2 separate regions of the Ovis aries genome follow, and region 1 is linked to region 2. Evidence: chromatin contacts called from public Hi-C data. All regions are on one chromosome and are shown on one strand. Each heading gives the region's core, a stretch centred on a gene start, on an enhancer-like site or on the middle of the called end of the contact. The rest is flanking DNA. Distances are from core to core; before and after follow the strand shown.

Region 1 (4,689 bases), core at 64-2,563, 230 kb before region 2:
ATTACAGTTCTTGCTCCTTCCCCTCTGCACCCCGTCTCCGTGTGTGTGTCTCTGCGTGGCGCTGCCCGTTAGGCACCCGTTGTTTCCTCTGTTAGCTCTGGTCTTTGAGAAGTGCGAGCTGGCGACCTGCACTCCGCGGGAACCCGGAGTGGCCGGCGGAGACGTCTGCTCCTCCGACTCTTTCAACGAGGACATCGCGGTCTTCGCCAAGCAGGTCCAACCTTCTTGACCCACTAGCCCTCCTGCAGCCCCCCACTCCCCTCCTCCCCTTTCCTCGAGCTTTACTTGAAAGAGGAGGAAGAGGCTGGGACACCCGATCTGTACCTCCGGCCCAGTCCGCGCTCTGCGCCTCCTCCCCATCCTTGAGCCTGGAGGCGAATTGGAAGAGGAGATAAATATGGGTGTTTGTTTTTCCCCCCAGCCAGGAATACAGGGGCTCGACCCTCGAATTAAAGTTGACCTGCTCCTAATCTGGGGCTTGGCCTTTTCCCCCGCCTGCAGCTACTTGAACAAGAATTGGGGATAGGGGCTTTGAGGGCCCCCGAGAGTGCCCGGGAGGGAAGGAAGCTGGGCGCCTCTCGGGGCTGTCGGCGCCGGCGCGGAGGTGAGAGAGGCTGCAAAACCCAGTCCCGTGGACAGCAGGATAAGCGGGTACCCGGGCCCAGAGAACCGCCCTGAGATCTCGGCTCCAGCTCGGCGGTTCCAGGTACCCCTTCATGGGGCCAGGATCCGAAGGTCCAGATTCCTTTTCAACCGTCCCTACTGGGTTTTTTTTGTGTTTTTTTTTTTTTTTTCCATGTTTTTTACCAAAGCGCCTCTTTTCTCAGCCACTGCCCCTCCGCCATCCCCACTCGCACACGACAATTTAGTCGGTGACAAGGGTTTTTTTCCTTTTAAAATGGAGTGATAATTCATGCTGACTTTCCCCTGCTTCCTATAGGTTCGCGCCGAAAAGCCACTTTTTTCCTCAAATCCAGAGCTGGACAATTTGGTAAGGCTCACTGTGGCTCGCCTGTCCCCAACCTGGGCCCCCTCCCCTGCCCAGAAGCACCCGCTTTTCCCCCACGGAGCTCCGGGGAGTTTGAGCAGAGCCCTCCTTTTGAAGCTCCAGAGCGATGGGGAGGAAGGGAACAGCTTAGCGCCCTCGCCGGGGAGCTGGCAGTGAGGGGTGGGTTGGACGTCAGGGCGCGCGGAGCCCCTGGGAGGCAGCGAGCGGGGACGCGGCGCCGAACGCGAGAGCAGGGGATGCGCCCCAGGTCTCGGCCCCGGGAGCTAGGCGACGAGAAGTGAGTTATTTCCTCTGTTTGCCGGGGCAGGCGGCCGAGCCCGGGGCAGCTTACCCGAAGGAAGTAACCGCCTGCGCGGCGGAGGGCGGGCCGGGAGGTGGGCGGGGAAGGGGGGCGAGGGGCAGACCGGCGCAGGCCACTTTTAGGTGCGATTCTTTTGCTAATTTGCACAATTTCAATATTAAAAGTACTTAAATCCGCTTTCAAAGGCCCTGCCTCGCCATTCATCTGGAGTATTTCCTTCTTTAGTAAGGAGGGATTTCGCAGGGTGTGCTGTTCTAAAAAGCTTTCTCTCTCCAGAGAAACGACTTTTTTTCTTCCTTTCTTTCTCTCTTCTTTTTCTTCTTCTTTTTTTTTTAAGTTGGCCTGAGGTCGAGAGAGGGGACAGTTAAACAGGACTCAGGAGGAGAAAGGCCTGTCCTTAGGAAGGCAGCCCTTGCAGATAGCTCAGTACACGTGAGGAGCAAAGATACTAAATGCCTTGGCATAGGTTGAGTCAGATTCCCACCCCGTAGCCAATGAGGCAGAGATGATCAGTAATCACTTGGTTTTCCTGACGATTTCTTGATGTGTGGGTTTTGCCTGGCCACTTGTCTGCGTCTTCTCCCAACCCAATCCCCTCACCATCCCCCCACTAGGAATTTCCGAGTGGCAGCAGTCACAGAGCCTTAACTCCACACTCTAAAAACTTTTCTTCCAGATGATACAAGCAATACAAGTACTAAGGTTTCACCTTTTGGAGTTAGAAAAGGTAAGCAGGAAACGACACTCCCCACTTTGATTTAGTCACTTCCCTCTCCTGGTGGAGTTGGGAGTGTTTTTAACAAACCTCCAGTCTGAGCACCTGGAGAGATTTTGAGCAACTTGTTACCTAGTCTTTCCCTCAAATTGCTCTTCAAACCCAGGGGCTCGGAGGATGGGTGAATTAAGACAACCCTGCCTTTTAAAGTAGCCGCCTCCCCCCCCCTCCTTTATTTTCCCCCAGGCATTGAGGATTATTTTGAAATGCTGCAAACCATTTGTGTTACTGGACATTCAGCCTGCTTGCGTCTCTATTAGGCCCAGGGCATGCATTAGGTGCTAGCGGAGGGAATCATTCTGGCTAGGGTGTCTTTACATAGCTCTGCAGCTCAATCATTTTCTCCTGAAAACATACAAAATTCCTAGCTTATTGAATCACAAATGCTAATGCTGTTCCCAGTTCCTGCATCCTTACGTTTTGATGTTATCATCAAATCGGCTTTTCCCCCCAAGGAGTCCCAACCTGAACCCAGTTATTTCCAGTCCTGTTTCTGTTCCCTTTATTGTAACTTGTTGCTCAGGGAAGTCTCTCGAGAATAATATCTGCTACAACAATTGCTCTATTGTTTCCTTGCCTTCAACTATTACACCCATTAATTAGAGTTAGTTTGGAAGACATGGCACTGTTGCTCTTTCCAAATGTAACCTTGCAACCTGGTACTTTTTCCCCTTAAAAAAATGAAACAAAACCATGACAACAACAACAACAACACAAGCTGAACCCTCCATCATGACCTCCTTCTAGGTCCATGAACTGTGTGATAACTTCTGCCACCGGTACATTAGCTGTTTGAAGGGGAAGATGCCTATAGACCTCGTCATTGATGAAAGAGACGGCAGCTCCAAGTCGGATCACGAAGAACTTTCAGGCTCCTCCACAAATCTCGCTGACCATGTAAGTCTGTGAGCTTTTGGCATTCTTTTAAGACCACTGGGCACAGCAGTTTTGAAAATTTTGTTGCAACCTCTAGCTCCACTGACTGAGGTTTCCTTTTTAAAATAAAAAATTTGGTCTTTCTGGGAGTCTTTTCCTCCCCTTCTCACTACTTCTTCCACACCTTTCATCTGTATTTCCCTTTTCTTGGACCCCTTCCTTATTTATGTTGAGAATTAAAAAAAAGAAAAAACAGCAAGTTAATAGAGTGATTTGTGCTTCTAATGTGTAAAGTTTCCTGGATTTGGTAACTTGAGTGTTAGCAAATTGTCTGCTTGATACGGTGACCGCTGCCTTTTCTGCTTTCTCAATTCTGTAATCAGTGCAGCAGGGAGAGAAGGAGGCAGGAAAGTTAACTGGACAGGATGGGTGAGAATTGGGGAGCAAGGACTGATTTCTCAGTTTCTCGCAGAGATGGCAATTCTGAGAATTATTGTAAATCTTGCATTGCATTTGAAATAAAAGGAGTGAACCCATTCTAGTTTTCTGAGCTTATGCTGTATAGAAACTTATTGTCAGTGTATGAACTTACTGCCAAGTGCCTGAAGCATCTTGGTAATAAAAGACAGTAACCTTGATGAAACAAATATTAACAATGTATTACAGAAAGCTGAAGGGAATTGTGATTGAGTAAACATAGGTTAGTGGTTGAATTTTAACACTTAAAAGAGTTGGTGAATGAGAACGGAGAGTATAGTAAGGAGGGACCCATGTGTGTCAGGCCGGGAACGGAGATTTCTATTCTCTCTGTTTTTAATCCTATTTTGGAACTGATCTAGTGAGTCTGATGCTTAAAAAAAAAAAAAAAAAAAAAAGGCATATGTAGTGAGACTGAAAATTTGAAAAAGAAGCAAAGAGAAGAAAGATTGCAGCTGGTAGGAAAGGCAAGAGTGGAGAGGTTAAAGAGTGGGTGTGAACAGCAGTTTATTTATAGGAACTCAAGCCTGGGGGTGGGGGACAGGGTGTCCATAGATTACAGTCAATTGAACTCACAACCTGAATGATACAGGCTGTAGTCTGCTAACTTGACGGCTGAAATATTAATTTAGCACTCTGTGGAGTTAAATGGGCGTCAAGGCTTGAAGGTAGTTGGTATCACCACCATCACCCCCCACTCCTAGGTGGTCAGAGGAATGAGTTGAGATACCTTGAGAATAAGTTTCTCCCCTTCCTTCTCCAAAAGTTTTGAAAATATACAGTCACAGATTTTAATGAGTAGCCTCTGTGCTCTATGGAAAGCCATATAGCCTAAGGACAAAAGTTTCTATTAAAAAAAAGAAAACGTCAGTCCCGATGTCCAGTTCTGAGACAGAATAAATACTGTGGTGTTGAAGGCTCCCATGCCTGTCTTTACTCTTGGCTTTTTCCATCACTGGGAGGGAGATGTTGGGGAGCTCTTTTGTATATTAAGTAGATTCACTGAAATCAAGTGGGTGCAACAAGCAGCTATGGCAAGTTTATTTGCTGATATGTAGCTATATGCTGTGTGGTTGTGGTCGACAGGGCATGACACTGCCTTCGAAGTATTTGTTGTTGTCATTTACTTGTTTATTTTCATTGCTTCCTGTTTCTAAATTCATGTGCATTTTGCGCTATTGGGGGGACTGGGAAGGCATCTAGTTACATGGTTTGTAGGATGAAAACTTCACAGTTTTCTGCAGCAAGAGC
Region 2 (4,505 bases), core at 1,928-4,427:
TGGTGTGTTAATAGCCCAGGTCTGCTACTGCTCTCCCCTGCAAAGCTGAAATCTGGTAAGGTGAGGAATGGCGTTGAACTAACGCTGGAGAGCAGCGCCAGGCGGGCTGCAGCCCAGAGATTTGAAAATTCCAGGCCCAGGGACTTTGTGGGAAGCAAGGTTGTGAAACTTTTAGATTGTAAGGCGGAAAGGAGGATAAGAAAATGAAGCTCGAAGGGTACCAAATAAGAGAAGAATTGAGCCAGGCAGGAAAAAAAAAAAAAAAAAGAAGGGCCTTTGGGACCTCTTTGTAAGTTAAAAATAAATAATAGTGAAGGGAAATTGAATACCTAAGGCTTGCTATTAATTTTTTTAACCCAATGTCTAAGAACAAGTCCTCTGAAATGCCAGGAAGGGCTGAATTTCCAAATGGAACTACTCACAGAGTTCCTTCGCAGTTCCCTCTTCAGCTAATTTGCTGGGAATGAGAAGACCAGGGAAAGGGCTCTGTGTGTGGTGGACCAAGGGCTTAAGTAAGAGTATGGTGGGAAGGGGCACCTCGCTATAATGAGGCTGCTGTTTTAAGCTTGAATAGAGAAGGGGTGGGGGGAGGATAGAGAAAAAGGCACGCAACGCCACAATGCACTTTAAAATAATTCTCACCTACCTGCCTTTCTTTTCCATTTTACTCACATACTCTATCAAATGTTATACATAGGTGGTGGGAATTTCTAGTTCATCATCTTTTGTCCAGAGACCCACCGGATTGATTCCCCTTCTCTTAGATTCCTGACATGTAAGCCTAGACCATGGCCTTTTTATCAAGTGAGTGGGGCTTTGTTAATGTATTTGTACTTTTCTGCTCTCAGTCCAAGTTTCTCACTTTGGCGGAAGGAGGGGTGCAAGAAAGGAGGGGGAGGGGAGCAGGACACAAAGACTTTATCTCATTCTCACCAAGCAGGTTTCAAAATAAGAACTCAATGGGAAGAAAAAACGAAAGAATGGACAAAAAATAAAGAGAGGGTGAGGATTGTTTATCACAACAGGTTTACTTGTCTGGAAGAAAGGTGATTCTATGATTTTTTTTTTTCCTTTGAGGATTCTGATTTCTTCATATTGAAACATTTTCAGATTTCAACCCTTTAGCAGACAAAACCTCAATATAAATATGACATGGGCCACTGGCAAAAAAATGAACTTAAACTCACTGCTAAGAGAGGAGGGGGAGTGGGGAGCAGAGAGAACCCTTTCTGATTAATAACTAGCAGGGTAATGTTGAGGGCTTTTTCTGCCCGATTGCCTTTTTGAATTAGAGCCGATTTCTTCACACTTCAATAGTGCCTGTCTCCTTTAAAATGACTGGCAGATTTGTTTCTTTTTTCTCTCCCTGAGACTTAATGATGTAAATTTTCTAATTAGTTAAATCATATTGCTTAAAGGCCTAATATTTACGGTGTAAGAAACGATCATCCTGATATGAACCTCTCGAAATATTCGGAGAATAACATTTGACTTTTAGGTTGAGGGATGAGAGAGGAGGAAGGGCTATTACGGGAAGCTGTTTAGAGGAGAGAAGGCACGGACCCGGCAACATGTTAAATTAATAGTTGAAGTTGAGCTGGGCTCACACCCCAAGTCCGCTTTTATTTTTCAATCAGCGAAGATTTAATTGGCAGCCCTCAGGCCGGGCGATCTGATATTTTCTCATTAGTTTCCCATCACTAATCTTGAGCGTTAGATTGGCTTAAAGGTTGTCAACATTTGACCAATTTTATTTAAGGGGAAAAAATCACGCATTATGGCTCCGGGATGTGAGATCTGCAAATAAATCCTGCTTGGATCAGCGGAACTAACAGGCGAAAAAAATGTTGACTATTCATCGGCGCATTTAATAAGTTGCATTAATGTATATTTCAAAGCTAGGGAGAGAGATTATACATGTGCATCATAGATGCAGATGAAAAGGGGTTGATGGGGAGGGGGGTGCACTATAAGCTGAGTGGGGAGGTAAAGCTAGACGTAGGTATGTTGCCTAACAGCAGGTAAATAACCCAAGTGGAAGAGCGGCTGAGGGTTTAGGAGCTACATTCCCCCCGCCCCCCTTCCTTTTGCAGCTGCGTAAAACTGCAAAGCCTCTTGTAGCACCAAGCGGCTCGGCTGTCTGGTCCAGAGATAACATAAGGGCGCCCCCTGCTGGCTAACGGAGTAGACGGCTGCGCGTCAGCCCCCTGCAAAGCAAGTCGTGTTTTTCCGCGCTCCCCACCCCCGCCCCGCTCGACTGACTCGATTCACAACCACCACTTCTGTTCTGCAAAAGAACCCCGCGGTAGGAGAATAGTTTGTCAAAGCTGAGCATTTAAGTGAATATAAGAAAAATAATAACATACGAAAAATAAAATAATAAAATACGAACCCCCACCTTCACTTGGCCTCCAGGGAATAAACTATCAAATGACTAAGAAAGGGACAGGTATTCTTCTTCTAAATCTCTTTATTTTCCGGGGTTTTGCTGTGACTTGTTTGTTTCTGCCGAGCTGTAGATTTCGAGTCCAAGGAAATATGTTTAATAGAGGCTGTAGAAGTTGTGTGTGTGTGTGTTTTAATGGATATCTGATGGGAAAAGAGGCCAATACAAAACAACATTTTACAGCCTTGAAAAATTAAACTCCCGGGAACTCTCACTATTTCAGTCAAGTCCCAAGAAATCCCTTTCGGAATTCAGACAGTTGCTTGTCTTGAATGACCCTTCGCTGCACCGCCAAGAAATCTCGGCCCCTGTCTGGGTTTTGTTTTTGCTTTTAAACAGAGAATGTGCTTGAAAGTTGTCATCCTATCTACCTACCTGTCTACACACACACACACACACACACGGACCTTTTCTCCGAAGGTCCCTCTTCTTTCTCCGCTGTGTTCTCAATTTTGCTGGAAACGGAAAGGAGAACTGAAATACACCAAAGTAAACCGCCACTGCTTTTGACACTTGATCTTCCCCGGGTGCTTCCCGCCAGTGCAAGGTGTGGGACTGTTACTAGATGAGAGTGCTGGGGTTATTTTTCAACCTTTTCGGTGCCCGGAGTCGCTTTCTTGGCATCCCAGGGCATCTTCCCGAATTCTAACCATGGTACGGCGAGGGCGCGCAGGTAGCGAGAGCCGGGACAACCTCGGGTCGGGAGAGCCGCCACCAGCCTCTCTTCCCCGGGAAACGCGCTGGCCGAGCAGCCCTGACGCGGAAAGTGTTCTGGCCACAGCCAGATCCCACCGAAAGAGCGCAAATCTGTAGTGAGGAACGACTTTAGTTTATAGGGAGTTTGGGGGGGACGCCTTTAGAAGGTACCTGATTGCGGGATTTTGTGGAAACAGCTCTGAGAAATGAGGGGAAGAACCAGGGGGCAGGGAAAGGTGGGTCTCTTGCTGTTCATTTCTTGCCAAAGGATCAGGACCTTAGAGTTTGAAAATCCGTTCTCTTACCTCACTTCTCCCTAGGCTCCCCGCCCCGCCGCGTCACGCCTCCTCCAATCCTCCTTTTTGGGGATGCTCCGGGAAGGGCAGCCGGGGACTTGAGGGGACCAGCGCTCCTAGGGCAAGGCGGAGGCAGCCCGGGCTGGTGCCAGTGAAGTGGTGCCTCAGTCCTCCGGTTGTCTGAAGAATTGCTGGGGCCATTATGACAACTGAGGTAAAGTTAAATATTTATACTCCAACGTGTTCTCATTATTTTTTGTCTGTTTTGAAGACATTCAGTGCGTTCAAACCTACTTTAAACATAAATCCTGGTCTGGCTGAAGCAGAACCTGTCTCCTGGCACTGAAGTTGACTTTTGGAAAAGTCTTCATTAAGCTCAGAAGTGAAAGGAAAGTTATCTGTAAACGATATTAGTTTAAATATATATGTGGATATGTACATATAGTTCATTTAAATATATATGTGGATGTGCGAATATGTAGCACACATTATATATCTATTTCCACCTAGTTATAACAGAGAAAAGGAAGCAAGTGCCCCCCCCCACACACAGCTGAATCCAAATAAAAATAATTCCAGGAGATATTCTCACAGAAAGAAAAAAACACACACACATTAAAATCTCATTGTGTTTGTCTCAGTTCGACTTAATGAAATTTGGAGACATTGACAGCCTGGTCAGTGCTCTAAGTAAATTAATACAAAGGTCCTTAGGAAGAGACCAAAAACACCTCTTGCCATTAATCTTAAACCACTTGAAGATTATGATTAAATGAATGGGATCACTAAGCATTATCATCTCAAATAGCTATTAACTGTCTCCACCCTTTTATTGTGGCAACAAAATAAACTCTCCGCTAGGAATGATGTTTCTTCCTTTTTATCTTTGTTTTCTGTTTTGCTTGAAGGGCAAAGAAGGGAAAACAGACTCCAAGAAAACCATCTCAAAAGTCTTGGATTTGTTGCTGTTAAAAGGCTGCTGTTCATTTCTGATTTCCTCATCTTTTGCTACAAAGGGAAAAGAAATCTAATGATGTGTCTACATTTGATGAGAAGAAAACACTAAC

The links. Hi-C and Micro-C count contacts between places; a contact is called where the count stands out from the background.
Region 1: a contact with region 2 is called in a Hi-C map of omental adipose tissue, with 2.5 times the contacts expected there. The contact joins two enhancer-like sites. A contact is called at or near these places in 5 of 16 Hi-C or Micro-C datasets (blood, hypothalamus, mixed tissues and 2 more).

What each region holds. Positions count from the first base shown.
Region 1 is chr7:30,966,390-30,971,078 of ARS-UI_Ramb_v3.0, reverse strand. It overlaps MEIS2 (Meis homeobox 2), which reads left to right. Exons shown (of 12, transcript XM_060418578.1): 3 at 73-214; 4 at 941-991; 5 at 1,987-2,037; 6 at 2,833-2,982. Among named protein-coding and RNA genes, the nearest start is that of MEIS2, 6.4 kb to the left of the region's middle. Within about 2 kb of position 1,313, at least 8 of the 54 cell types and tissues checked have an H3K27ac peak or open chromatin away from gene starts, as enhancers often do.
Region 2 is chr7:30,743,198-30,747,702 of ARS-UI_Ramb_v3.0, reverse strand. LOC132660124 (a long non-coding RNA gene) reads left to right here. Exons shown (of 3, transcript XR_009601352.1): 2 at 3,463-3,652; 3 at 4,347-4,505. Among named protein-coding and RNA genes, the nearest start is that of MEIS2, 230 kb to the left of the region's middle. Within about 2 kb of position 3,177, at least 3 of the 54 cell types and tissues checked have an H3K27ac peak or open chromatin away from gene starts, as enhancers often do.